Regions from separate parts of the Mus musculus genome. Here region 2 is linked to region 1. A link is a contact called in public Hi-C data. All regions are on one chromosome and are shown on one strand. The core of a region is the stretch at or near the end of the contact, and the rest is flanking DNA. Distances in the headings are between cores, read along the strand shown.

What was found. Hi-C and Micro-C count contacts between places; a contact is called where the count stands out from the background.
Region 2: a Hi-C map of cerebral cortex shows a contact between it and region 1, with 2.8 times the contacts expected there. The contact joins two enhancer-like sites.

The regions. Positions count from the first base shown.
Region 1 is chr4:120,041,471-120,048,432 of GRCm38.p6, forward strand. The region is part of intron 2 of Hivep3 (human immunodeficiency virus type I enhancer binding protein 3); the gene reads left to right. Among named protein-coding and RNA genes, the nearest start is that of Gm38632, 12 kb to the left of the region's middle. Within about 2 kb of position 3,746, at least 35 of the 459 cell types and tissues checked have an H3K27ac peak or open chromatin away from gene starts, as enhancers often do. A contact at or near this core is called in cerebral cortex, where this site is marked.
Region 2 is chr4:120,364,864-120,371,825 of GRCm38.p6, forward strand. All of the region lies in intron 3 of Gm36574 (a long non-coding RNA gene), which reads right to left. Among named protein-coding and RNA genes, the nearest start is that of Gm36574, 29 kb to the right of the region's middle. Within about 2 kb of position 4,013, at least 72 of the 459 cell types and tissues checked have an H3K27ac peak or open chromatin away from gene starts, as enhancers often do. A contact at or near this core is called in cerebral cortex, where this site is marked.

The sequences.
Region 1 (6,962 bases), core at 2,496-4,995:
TATACTGCTGTGAAGAGGCACCATGACCAAGGCAACTCTTACAAAGGATAACGTTTATTTGGAGCTTGCTTATGGGCTCAGAGGGTCAGTCCATTATCATCATGGCAGGAAACATGGTGGCATGCAGGCAGCATGGTGTTAGTGAAGTAGCTGAGGGTTCTACATCTGGATTGGCAGGCAGCCAGAAGTGTAAGTGAGCCATTAGGCTTGGGTTGAGCTTCTGAAACCTCAAAGCCTACCCCCAAGTGACACACTTCCTCCAACAGAACCATACCTCCTAATAGGACCACTTCCTGAGCCTTTGGGGGACATTTTCATTTAAACCACCGCATTGCTTAAGCCTTTCTGGGTTGCACTCACTGGACATACCTTTGCCTGGGCATGTGGACATGTGGGGTATCCCTGAGATATCAGTGAGCCAATTGATGTGTGGGTGTACAGGAAGCCATCTGCATTCTCCTAGATGATATTTAGAGCAGAAAGGGAGGATGCCCATGCTAAGATGGGGGTCTTTGGTTTGTTACTGAAATAGGTTGTTTGTCTTTAAGCTAGTGTCTCATGTAAGCTCCAGCTGGCCTTACACTCTCTGTTTGGCCAAGGATGACCCTGAACTTCCATCTTTCTGCTTCTACCTCCTGAGTGTTGGGATTATAAGTCTGTACCACCATGCTCAGTTTGCCAAGTGCTAGGGATCAAACTCAGGGCTCTGTGAATGCTAGGCCAGCTTAATCAAGCTCCAATCCTGTAAATTGAAAAAGCCAGCATTTCTCATGGTAGGTTTGTAGAGTATAGCATTTCTCATGGTAGGTTTGTAGAGCATGTGTCTTAGGATGTATAAATGTGCATAGGGAATAAAAAAAAAAACCATAGCTGAATACTTTGGGTAAAATGTAAAGGTCCTTATACCATAGGACTCCTAGGTGTGCCTATGTTGTAGGAAGTGTGCTGAAAATCCATCAAAGGGTGTGTGTACGTGTTGTGAGTGTGAGACTGTGTTCAGGAGTGTATCGTGCGCAGCTTTCCAAGATTGACTGATCAGAGAAGGTATATGTGTGTGCATGTGCACATCCATGTACGCAAGCATATAAGAAGGTGGGCTGGAGATCTGCAGAGATGCATTCTGGGAAATGCTGAAGTCATCTAAGGTCAAAGCTAAAAGTGTCATGTGAACACACAGTAACTTTAAAACTTGTTTCTGCCTGTTCGCTCAGCTTGCCAGCTTCTCACATTTTCTGATTCTGTTAACTTAATTCCTTTTTTCTTAGAAGAAAAGTGGCAAATGGCATGCAAACACTCCCTCCCCCTCCGTGTTGCTGTGCCCCTGGGAAGCGTGAGGACTGAGGACTGTACGGTGCACACCCATTGCAGCAACCATGGCCTGGTTCATAGAACAACTTCGTGTCTGCTCTGTGATCCAGAAACCCACGTGTGATGTTGTTGTTTCAGGAGCTAAGTAAACAAATAAATACATCACCTCACTAAAAAAAAATGTCAGTCCAGACCCGAGGCAGCTTTGTGAGCATGGCTTGCTCATGCTTTCTCCTGGTACTCAGACACACAGGAGTATGTGTGTCAGTTACACTTAAGGGCCAGGGCTCCACCACCCAGTGTGCACCGTGAGCCAGGTGAGAACGCCTGTGATTTGACGATGTGATATCTCACCGGGCATGGCTTCACCCCATGTGCTGGTCCTAATCTTGCCCAGGCCATCTGGCTCTCACTCCCGTGGATAAACTCTGCCACCTCCTGCCTCCTCCGACATATCAATGTCCCAGAAGGGGCAGGGTCCCTGTGCAGTTCAAGCTCAGCCTCCTTACCCGGCTTATATGATGTACATTCTTTTAAAGATGGTGCACAATAGAGGAAGCGATCAATAACAGAAAGGGGGATTTTCGGGGGGACTTTCTTTATGGGTTAGATTACAGGGGCCATGGGAAGACGTGAGAACCGACTCATTTGCAAATGGAAGGATGGGTTCAACTTGTCCCTCAGACTCTGCCCTGCCCTACTTCTGACCATTTTTAGCCTTGATCAAGTGACCTGAGTCTCTGAACCTCTGTTTTCTTGGCCATAAACAAGGACTATGCAACCACTTGACAGGACCCCAGTTCCATGCTATGACCTTGGTGGAGAGCCTAGAACAGTGCCTAGTACAGAGGAAGCAGCAAGCTCACCGTTATCACACATGCAAAGAATTCCAATAACAGAGTAAAATAACAGCCACGTGCAAAAATAAGCAGATAGCTCCCAAGGTGAAAATGGCCCCTAAACACATGATACTTGAACTAAGTCCAAGGGACTGGGAGTTTAAGTGGGATTATTTTGCCTAAAAATGGCCAAAAAAAGAAAAAAGGAAAAGGAAAAAAATGTATAGTGATGCATAGAAATCAAATGCTTGCAAAGACCTAGGGAACTCGGAAGGCTCAATTGTCGTGAATGAAGGCTTTCAGAGGACATACTTGCTTAATCAGGCCAATCCCAGATCCAGAGAGACCTGTGTGTAAGGGCCTTTCCTGTAGCATGTTGTGTGTCAGAGGACTGACAAGGCTCTTCGTGCCTGGCTGAGGCTATGCTCAAATAGTAGTGTGGGATGTCTTGCATCCATTATAAAGAAAGATGTGTCCCTTTGGGGCCAGCCAGGAAGGAGAGTCAGGGTATACTCCTCACCAGAAGAAGGCTTCCATGCAATGTGTTCTGTACAATCCTGTGCTAACCCAGAACATGTTCAGGTTAGTGCAGACTAAGTGTGGCCCTGCACATGAAGAGTGGTTTCTGTGCTCATGGAAGCTGCCTCAGAGAGGAGTCGAATTTGAGAGGGTGGAAGAGACACTGTCAACCTCATAATACCACTCTCTTTGTGTGTGTGTGTGTGTGTGTGTGTGTGTGTGTGTGTTCATACATTTATTTAATTTAATTTATTTATTTTGGTTCTTATTTATTTATATATTATTTGTTTATTTATTTATGGTTCTTTTGTGGTAGGGCTTCACTTTATACAATCTGTAGCCTAGGCTGGCCTCAAATCATGATAGTACTCCTGCCTCTGCCTCCCAAATTCTGCGATTATTTGAGTGAGCCACTATGCCTGACTTGAATATGTATTTGTTTTGTTTTGCAACAGAACTTCATGCAGGTCCAGCTGCCTTCTGTATTTCTATGTAGCCTAGGATAGCCCTGAAGGCCTAGTCCTTCTGGCTTCACTTCCCAAGTGCTGGGATCAGAGGCATTAGTTCCCGTGCTCAGGAACATGAGCATTTTAAGTAAAGACAGTTAAAAAGAAAGACAGAAAGAAGAAAAGGAAGTAAACCTCTGATGTATAGGATTAGTGTGGTGCTGAGTCATGGTGGGCATCACACCTGGTGCCTAGCACCTTGTGAGTGCCCCATGAACATCTCCCCCGTCTTCTTTTTTCCTCCATGGAGGTTGGTCCTTCCTCCACCCCTGAATTTCCACTTAGTGTTTTCCCAAACTTAGTAAGTATTCAGTGGCGATTACAACAGTGTCAGCCACTCTCCTGCGGTGTCACCCACGTAGAGCCACTTGTTCAGAGAACCCATCTGCCTCTCACCTAGACAGCCTCAAGGCTCCTTTCTTCATTGTGAAGAGAAGGCTGTCATCTAGCCACCCCTTCCACGCCTCCTGTCTCTCCCACCTTGCAGTATGGGCCCTCTGTCACCCCACATGCCCAGGGTGAACCTCAGTCGTGTGGATCATGTCTGGCTCGTTTCTCTTCTGTTTCTGTTCACAGCCAGGCTTTCCAACCCCCGGGGATGTGGGCTTTCCTGGTCCCCTTCCCCCACCAGCTTCCACCTGGCCCTGATGAATTCCATCATGCCTGCTTAAAATCATCCGACTTCCAATTTGCTAATTTAATTCTAGTCTTACAGAATTTTGGCAACCCTGCCAAGCCGGGTGCCAGATGCAGATTTAATGAGCATATTTTCAGTTCTTTCTTTCCTGTCTCCATGAAGATGCTGAAGGGAATGGGCTCTGGACTTGCTCCCAGGATCCTGCTTCCCTGGAACACCCTTGCTTGCCTTTGACCCAGCACCTCAGGGTAAGGCCCTCCTGCCAGAGCTCTCCCTAGCTGCCCGGAGAGGTCCTGGAGAAGAAGCCATCATTGTATCCTGCTACTCATCCTAGACACCCCAACCCACTTCCCAGCATTTGGGCCTCACAGGAAATGTATTTGGAGAAAATTGCTTATTTCCTCCAGCCCATGTCTTCCTGTAGCCATGTGCAGCTCAGCAGATGTTTGCAGATGGAGGTTTTAGCAAACACACACTGAGCGCTTTCTAGCATGGACCATCCACAGCCTACAACAGGATTATGGCATGGGGGACTGTGACCCACACTGGCAGGCTCAGACCATTCACACTGGTCACCTCATTTGAACCCATACCCTCTCCTTACGGGAAACATCTTCACCCCCCCCCCAGGGGAAAGACTCAGAGAAGTCGGGTGGGCGGTTCGAGGCCATAGAGTGGTGAGCAGCAGAAGTGGGACTCTGCTTGAGGCTTTTGATGTTAAATATAGAGCTCTTTCCATTGACCAGGAACAGTGACTCAGGGCCTGGCACTGCTGCCTGTGATCCCAATGTAGTCACTGCTCATGACCGGTCAGAGCAGGCTCATATATACAGATGCACCTGCTGCCCCACACAGATGTCCTAACAGTGCAGACAAGGTCATGGAGCCTGAGTTTTGGGAGCTGTAGACACCGAGTATACAGTGCTTAAGGGATCTAACGGGAGGCACAGCAACCTGGATTCTAAGCTGCAGCAAGAAAGGCCAAAGGGGGCCTCACATGGAGCTTCCCTGGAAGAGAAACAGGTTGGGGTGCCCCAAGGAAAGCCTTGCCTTAGGGCAGCTTTATTCCCTTTCTGAGCCTTGGCTTTGCTTGGGCGTGAGTTGAGGTTGGCTATCTCATGATGTTTTAGATAGTGGAACCTCCTCTCAGACCCTTAACTATTTTTTTTTAACCCAAATAAAATCATATACTGAATTCCCATCATATAACAGAGGGGCAAAATTGAAGGTATCTTGAGTCACATGTGGCTTTGCAGGGAGCAAGTTGGAAATTTTTCATTGGCATCTGTCATTGTTGCCAATGTGTCTCCTCCCCTCCCCCACCACACACACCCTCCTCCCTGGGTTAGATTTGTAGCTGCAGCCTCAGGGCTTTGCAGCCTGGAGAAGGCAGTGTGACCCGACCATTTCTCCTCTCCGGTCTCCATTTCTCACTCCCAGTCCTCCCAGGTAAAGACTAGATAAGCCGATGCAGAGTTCCTTAGCACTTGCCCAGCTCAGTACCCAGACGTTCATGTCCTCGACTGAACTAGATGTGAGGTCAGAATCAACGGTGGTGGGGTGCTCCTGAGACCACCTAGAACAGCGCTGCCTGCGTGCTCAGCCTTACTACAGGGGACTCTGGTTCTCAGGAGCACTCAGGAAGAGCCTGGGAGGAGGAACATTTTGCTGAGCGTTACCAACAAGCTTCTCAAGACTGGAAGAAAAAGAGGGTGGGCACAGGGTAGAGGTAGAGCTGGCGGCCCACGGGGAGAACAGTCCCCTGGCTGTGGCTCTTCATGAGTGCCAGAGGCTGGCCCAGGTCCATCCCCAGACCTTAGAATTGGGTACAAGATCAGAACTGTATCCCAGTAGCTGGCAGCAAGAAGGTAGAGAAGAAACAGTTGGAAGCTGGTAGAGGTGCAGCTAGGGAGGAGGCTCCGCCCTGCAGCCTGATCCTCGGGTACCAATCACTGCCCTTGCATCGTCTCCCTGGAGCCAGGCTGCAGAGGACTGTTTCCCAAGTCTGGGAGAGGGCCTCCGGTGGGGCCTTCCCCCATGGGGTGGAGGGAGGAGTGAGTAGGGAGGAAGGGATGGGCAGGGGATGCTTTTCATCTCATTGGAGTTATTTCTGGCTCTGCTCAGGCTACTGCAGTCTCTGTGGAAACTGTCTGTGCCCAGCTCAGTGTGGAAACACAGGGAGGTTTAAAAGGATGATGTATGCTGAGAAGATAACAGGGAAGCCATGGCTGCTGCTGCTGCACACTGTGTGTGTGTGTGTACGTGTGTGTAAGCATTTCTGTTCTGGACCTCTGAACACACACACACACACACACACACACCTGTTGTCTCCTTTCCACTACCTACCCACTCTCCTGGGATACCTTCCTCTTGAACTTTCTCATGCTGTCTGGGAGTGAAAGCTGACCCCTCTGTGAAAAGATGTCCACATCACACCCCACAGACTCCTAAGCTGGTTCTGCCGAAGGGGAGTATAGCTGGAAATCAGCTGTGAAATACTGATTATCCAGGATTACCTGTGTGAACCTGGTATAATCACATGGGTCCTTTAAATATATGTATAAATTAATATTTTAATTATACAAATGTATAGGTTATCATGGGACCAATACCTATAGGTAGCATCTGAAGAATGCAGAGTATGAAAGACTCAACTGGCCACTGGTGGCTTTAAGGGGGGGGGTTGTTAGTCAAGATAAGAGGGGATTTTCTACTAGATGTAAGAGGTGAAGGAATGCATTCTCCCCTGGAAGTTCTAAAATGGGCCTGTTGCCACCTAGATTTTAGATACGGTGAGTTGCATTTTAGAATCCCACCCTCCAGAAGCCTTGGGTAATACGTTAGCATATATCAATCCATTAAGATGTCTTATCCCAGCAGCCTCTACAACTCAAGTGACAAGGAGCTGAGCCTGTGATGGGGAGAGGGCCTCCCTGTGTCCGGGAAAAAGTTGTGCATGTGTTTGTTCACTTTTGGGGGGGGGGTCTGAATTTGCCCAGGATCTCACTGCTAGGCACAAGTCCTCTTGGTGAGCATGCAGTGCTCTAGAGCCCTGGGCAAGTACTCTGCAAGCACACAGTGCAGATACATCCTCATGGCCAGCTCTCCAGGTCCTGCCCCTGTGAGCGCATGTGTGTCACTGCTGGCTGACAC
Region 2 (6,962 bases), core at 2,763-5,262, 320 kb after region 1:
GCCATGGAAACAGAGGGTTCCTCTCTCCCTCACAGCAGGAATCACGGTGATTGGGGGGTGGGGGGTGGAGGAGGACGTTTCCCTGGCAGCACCAAGGGTTGGGGGTAGGAGGGGCTGGTCACTCCTCTCCCTCCCCTGTCCCTCTCCTTCTCTTTCAACCCCACAGGTGAGATCAGCAGGTTTGTGGTGGTGCTGCTGGTATGGACTGGGGAAGTAGGGAGGCAAAAATCGGTGGAGGTAGGATGGGGAGTCAGGAGAGTCAGAACTGCGGAAGGTCCCTTCTCATAGATATTCCATGCATCAGGGGCATGTATGTACTCCAGGTGCTACCCAGACACTATTAGAAGACAGGTCTCCTTCACTGTCACTTAGAGTCACAGTCAGCCTCACACACAAGCCCAGACAAGACACATGTGCTTATGAACTTCACACACACACACACACACACTTACACACACATGCATGCACTTTCATGTGTGCATGCACATGCATGCATATACCATATACTCACATGCACTCATGCACTGGGATGTTGAAACGCTGGCAGTTTTCATACTCATTCATACACTGACACACCCACCCCCAGCCACCTCCACACACACACCCGCATGCACCTGCTACCTGATGCACACATGTGATTCCACAGTCACGTTCACATGCAAACAGGCACAAGCACACTCCCTGTGTCTTTGTGAATGACTGTCAGTCTCTGAAAGCACTCTTTCTCCCTCCTCCTATCTCCTCCTACTCCCTCACTCTCGTCTCTCCCCTCAGTCCTCAGCCTGTCCTTGTCTGGAGTCCTGCCCTCTGGGCTGAGCCCTAGAAGGAGAGGCTGTCATTTCCAAGAGGGCAGATTATCGGGCACAGACAGCATTCGGCCTTGAGGAAGGGCTAAGGTTGGAGATTTTAATGCACCCCCTCTTCCAGATGATTTACTGTCAGATCCTATGCTGGATTTAACAGCAACAAAACTTACCCCCTCTTCAAACAAAACCCTCCTACATGCTTGCCACAGTGAATATCCAAACAACTCTGTCTAATCCTAAGCAGCAACTGAATAGCTGTTTTCCTGAGAGTTTGAGCACTAACTAGGTATTATGCTGAGTAGCTGTTTACTGAGGGTTTGAGCACTTACTAGGTGCTATGCTGGGTAGCTGTTTACCGAGGGTTTGAGCACTAGGTACTGTGCTGAGTAGCTGTTTACTGAGGGTTTGAACACTGGGTGCTGTACTGGGTCCTCCATCCCACCCATTTCCTCTGTCAACCTCCCACCAGGAAGATCAGATCTGTTCCACAGAAAAGGAAATCAGACCTTGTACAGTGCTTATGACCTCCAAGTGACAAAGCTGGGTCTCAAAGTGAGGTCTAACAATTTTCACAGTCAATGCTGCACCCAGAGACATCCTCTGTATTAGCAGGTGCTGGAAAAGACACCTGCCAATCAAAGCTAGCTACTGGCCATTATTCCCCCTAAAAATCCTTGGGTCATTCTCTGCCTTCCACCTGAGGACCTTTGCAAATTGTCTTTGGGTCTCTAGCACTTCTGTTTCCAAATTACCTACCCGCTCATCCTTCCAAGTCCCCTGCTACAAATTAAGTCTGTTAAAGGAATTATTCTGGTTCTGTCTGTCTCTTGCTCACTTCAGCCAGGCCTAGGTATCAAGTGTTTGCTACAAACACAATGGCTCATCAAGGTGTTATGTTAGGCATACTTAGAAAAGAGGAATTCCTTTCTTAGATATCATTGGTTTCCTCTCTCCACTTTATGCTAAAAGTAGATCCTTCTACATTTTGGAAGGTAAAATATTCTCTTTTGAGACAATATTTCATGTAGCCCAGGCTGGCTTCAAACTTGCTACACAGCCAAAGATGACCTTGAGCTTTTGATTCTTCAACTCCCAGCTCCAAAGTGCTAGGATTATAGATATGCATCACCAGGCCTAGCTGGGGATTGAACCCAAGTCTTATCGAATGATAAGCAAGCACGCCACCAATTGAGCTACATACCCAGTCCACAAAATGTTCTTTTTAGTAAACTTGAGAAAAAAAATCTCAAATTACTGATTCTCTGGTTTCACTGCATGTCACTCCCCATTTCTCAGTAAGAAGGTCTGGGAACCTCTGGTTACTGATGCAGCTCACCCATGGCTCTCCACCTGTGCATCGTCACCCCCACAGAGGTCACTATCAGATAGTCTACATATCAGATATCTGCACCACTAGTCACAACACTAGCAAAATTACAGTTATGACGTAACAACTACATAATTTTATGGTTGTGGGTCACCACAACATGAACTGAATTAAAGAGTTGCAATGGAAGGAAGGTTGGGAACCACTGACCTAATCTTTAACCCCTCACTGCTACAAGATGAAGAAATGAATGCAAGACAAACCTAACTTGTCAAAGAAGTAGCTTTCTCTATGGACTGCCTAGACTTTGGGATCAAAGATTTGCTTCAAAGCCAACCAAGGTACTATGTGATCACACGTAAGCAAGTCCCTGGGTTTGTGTGAGCCTCAGTTTCCCCACTTGACTGTTACCTAATCTGAGAATGGAATCAGACATAAATTTGATTATAATTTAGAATCTGTGAAGAGTGAGTTGCCACAATCAGTTAGCTATCTTGGCCCACGCCCTGTTATGCCTCCCTGGCTCTTGTGTTCTACAGGGACAAGAGTGGTCTATGGAACACTCACAGTTGCACAATGTGGTCCTCTGAGACTCATCTTCAGAGAGCACAGAAGTTCATCTGTGGTTGACAGCAAGCTATGAGTTACTCTACAGAGAGGACAGTAGAGTAGCTAGCACATGGCTGACTGAAGAGAAGCGGCTACTCTTTCCTTTCCCCTCACATCTTTTTCCTCTAGCACTGTTCTCTGAATTTCTTCAGTGGCAACTGTTTCCTTCCTTAGGGTTTGATTTTGGAAGAATCCCAAGGTCAGAGGGTCAGAGGGTTAGCAATGGAACCAAAGAGGGACACCTGCAGGGACACAGAGGGGAGGGCTTCTTTCCTGTTGGCCCATGCAAGCCTTACATGGCTTCCTCTGCAGAGGTAGGTTTGCATCTCCCTAAATAGGTGGTCATTGTGGAAGTTCAGAGAGGAGGACTCTGGCTTCTGCGGCAGCCTGTCATCTGTGCCAAGCCAGATGTCATAAACAGGATGACACAGCACCTATTCCACACCCCCATCCCTCTTAAGTGAGTGAAGCAGAGCCCTGCCTGCCTTCTGCTGCTTGCTGATGGACATAGGGGAGTTTCAAGGACAACTCAGAAGGTTCAAACTAGACAGTGACCTTGGCAGTATCTAGCCCAACTCCCTCCTTCCGCACTCTCCCTTATCTATAAGGAGAAGAAAGCCAGAGGGAGCAAGCACCACCCAAAGTCTCCTGACCCTCACCCCGTGTCCTAAAACTGCCCTGAGACACAGCTCTGCCTAAGAGGAGCTAACAACTCCTCTCCTAGGATTTCCTGAGAATAGCTACAGCTGTGAAGGAAAGAGAGTAAGCCTAAGAAGAGATGTAGGGTGGAGGGAAGGCTGCCAGCTAAGAGAAATGGACAAATCAAGGGATGCTACCCCACACTTTGAGCTCAAGGCCCTCCCTGCTATGGAGCCCTTCCTCAGCAGAGGCCAGCTAGACAGCCACTGTGTCTTTGGCTCCCCAGGTGACCAGGCAAGCACATCTGTCTTCAGCATCTTCATCTATGAGCGAGAATAAGTACTGTCTCATATCTATCCCAAGACATTCACCTTGCCTGTAAGGGCTATAGCCCACAGCAGAACCTGATAGCCATAGTGACAGAGGTGCTCTGTGCCACCAACTCCCTCAGGGCCCAGGGCAGGTGCAGAAAGGGTCTCTAGCTTAGGGTTTTTGCCTCAGTCTCCCATTAGATCCACTCTCTGGATCATCTTTGCCCCTCCATTTCCCCCAAATCTTCTAGCCTCCTTTAGCAGTTGCTCATGGGAGACTGAGCCTAGGAAGGTGCGCCACCTAGGGGCCCTTGGCTTCCACTGTAGCATGAAGGTACAAGGAAGGAAGTAGCAGGCAGGGTTGGCTCCATCTGACTTCTGGGCAGTTAAGAAAATTCAAAACGGGGAAAGTGGAAAATCAGACAGCAACAACACGACATAATCCAGACCAGATCTCAGGCCTTCTGATCTAGCAAGCTCTTCTTTTTGTCTCCGTGTTCCAAGGACATCTGGGTAGAGGGACATTCACCCATTAAAGTAAGAGTAAACGATACTCTTTGGTGGCACAGAAGTCCTTTTAAATCACTGGGAAATGTTCTCTGCTTGTTTCCATGAAGATTTGGAGTGGACTGGAGTAAGCTGTGGGTGGGAAAGGCCTGATGGAAACCGCAGGGGACAAACCAGGGCCTGGCTTCATCAAGGACTTGGCTGTGTGACTCCAGTTGCTGACCAGGAGAAAGTTCCAGAAAAGTAGCAAAGTGGGATCAACTTCCTTCTGTGTTCTGAATAAAATTTGAAAGCAAGCATGTGACTCACTTTCAAGCAACCACTGGGGCCATCTGCCCCTCCCCCACCAGTCTAGGACAAGAGCCAAAGTTCTTGCCTCCCTCCCTCCCCTTCCCTCCTCTCCCCTCCCTGACCTTTATCTTTCCCACCCCCATCCTCCCTTCCCACCCACTGTCCCTCATCTATACCCCCAACTGCTACCGGCCACCTCACCACTCTTCTGGACCCTAGGGGTAGTTTTTGCTTTGGCCTCTGCCTGCAGTACCTTCTGTGCAACCCTCCCTCCGATTGCCTTCAGGGTTTTAATTAAATGTCACCTTCTGGAGAGAGGTCTTCCCTACCTGAAGCTCAGCACCTGCCCGGCTTTCTCAGCCTTAGCATTGTTCTGAATGTACTTTTGTCTCCGTCCTGCCTGCATTCAGTCTGCCCGTTGCTGAGTTCTGAGCACAGAGTAACTCTCATTAAGTGTGTGGATGACTATTCAAGTAGTCATTCTAAAAAGAAAGTAAAAACAGAACGCTGACCTACCCCACAGACTGCCCTTGGAAACTCAGAAAACAGTTAACATGCAAATGCTTCATTTGAGAAACCCCTGCCTTTGAGCATTCACTGGTCCCTTGGGCACTAGGAGACAAGGGAAGGCATGGCAGTGCCCCTCACCCCTGTAGATAATGAAGTGGAAGCATCGCCCGCAGGCTCAAGGGCTGGAGGGGGGCCCACAGCTGGTCCGGGTATTGCTAAGAGCCCAGTCTGTAGGCTCAGCCGCTGCAGAGCCATCTCCTTCCCACGCTGCAGCTTCTGTGGAGTGGGGGACCTGGAAGCACTTACGCCAAAGCACTCTGCTGAAGTATTGTTCTTCGCATAAGCACAGCACTTAAGTGGCCACCCAGTCGGCTTTCAGAGGGCCATCTCAGGGGACAGACAGAGCCTTTCCTAACATGCGTGAAAGCTTATTAGGCACCAACTCTATGGCAGGCTAAGAGACCAGTCCGGGGCTGAGGAGACCAGCTGCTCAAAGCACCAGGGCTGGCTTCCCAGAGCAGAATCTGTCCTCCTGGGGGAGCTGAGGGCAGTGGGTGGACTTGGAGAGAAGTGGGGAGGTGTGGGCAGGGCAGCACTTGGGCCAGGTATAGAGAGTCTAGGACTGAATCCCAGCTTCTCAGGCAAGTGAACTCTATCTCCACTGGCCAATTTTGAGGGGCTAATTTTACCCTTCTCACGCACTGTCCTCTATGGACTAGTCTCTGATGCAGCTCCCAGCAAACTATGTTAGCATGTGTGCCCCAGGGGAGTTTTGCTTCCAGGGGACATTTGGCAATGTCTGGAGACAGCTTTGGTTGCCACCTCTGGAGGATGTGACTATCCAGAGATAGCAAATGCCAGAGATGCTAAACATCTCTTATGCTGCACAGCATCCCTCAAGGATTACCTCGCCTGAAATGTCAGTTGTGACAAAGTAGAAAAGCCCACCAGACCAAGTCCTAGAGAAGCAGGATATGTGCACATGCTGGAGTCTCCTTTACACACACACAGCGCCCAGGGTGTTGCCTGGAATTATATCCTTGAGTGCTTACTGATGGATGTGGACCAAAGCAGAAAGCCTCAGGGTCCACCTTGCTCTGGGCCTGTGATTTAAAACCCTCTGGTTTTATCCATCAGAGCGCACAGAACCTTCTCATTGACAGGCTGACAGATCTGGGGTTGGAGGTCAGAAGTGTCCTCAGGAAAGGAGGACTCAGGTCCTGCTTGTATGTGTTTCCATTTCTCCCTGAAGTTTCCAGCCCCTGCTATGCCTTTATACACCCCCTCTCAGATGTCTTGGAATTGGCCTGACATAACTGTGAGCTTAGTTCTCCACACACACCCTCTTTGAAGAGCCTTAGTGAGTCACTTTATTCTCCCTTCTCATCTGTAAACTGGCGCCATGATACCTGACCTGCCCCAAAAGCTTGTGAGCCCACACTGAGGGCTGGACTGGCATGGACAAGACTCTATCCTAAGCAGGACAAGTTGGGTACTTCAGGTTGGAGAGTTCTGATTGCAAGGGCCTGGCTAGACGGAGCAGCTTATGGGGCAACTCTGATTACCACGACCTGGTCAGGCCAGAACCACTAAAGATACCCCAGACACAGGGCCCAACCAAGTCAGCAGCAGGTAACCCTGATCTAAGACCCAGGCAGATGCTCAAGGTCTCTGAGTGGGGCAGCACTTGGCATATTCACTCACTCTTCTTCCTGTTGTGAACACTTGTGGCACATGTCATATTCACTGTTGTCCCCAGCAGAGCCCGACCAGATCTGCATCCTGTCCTAATGTCCTCACAGTCTTACTTGACACTTGGGCCAGCCCCTCTTGGAGGAGATACATTTCTAAAGGAACTGAGGAACATGGAGGTAAGGCATCACGAGATTGAAGCCTTCCTACTTAGCAACCCTCCCCCTCCTTCAAGAGTTCTAGGCGAGGGCCCTGACACCCAAATGAATT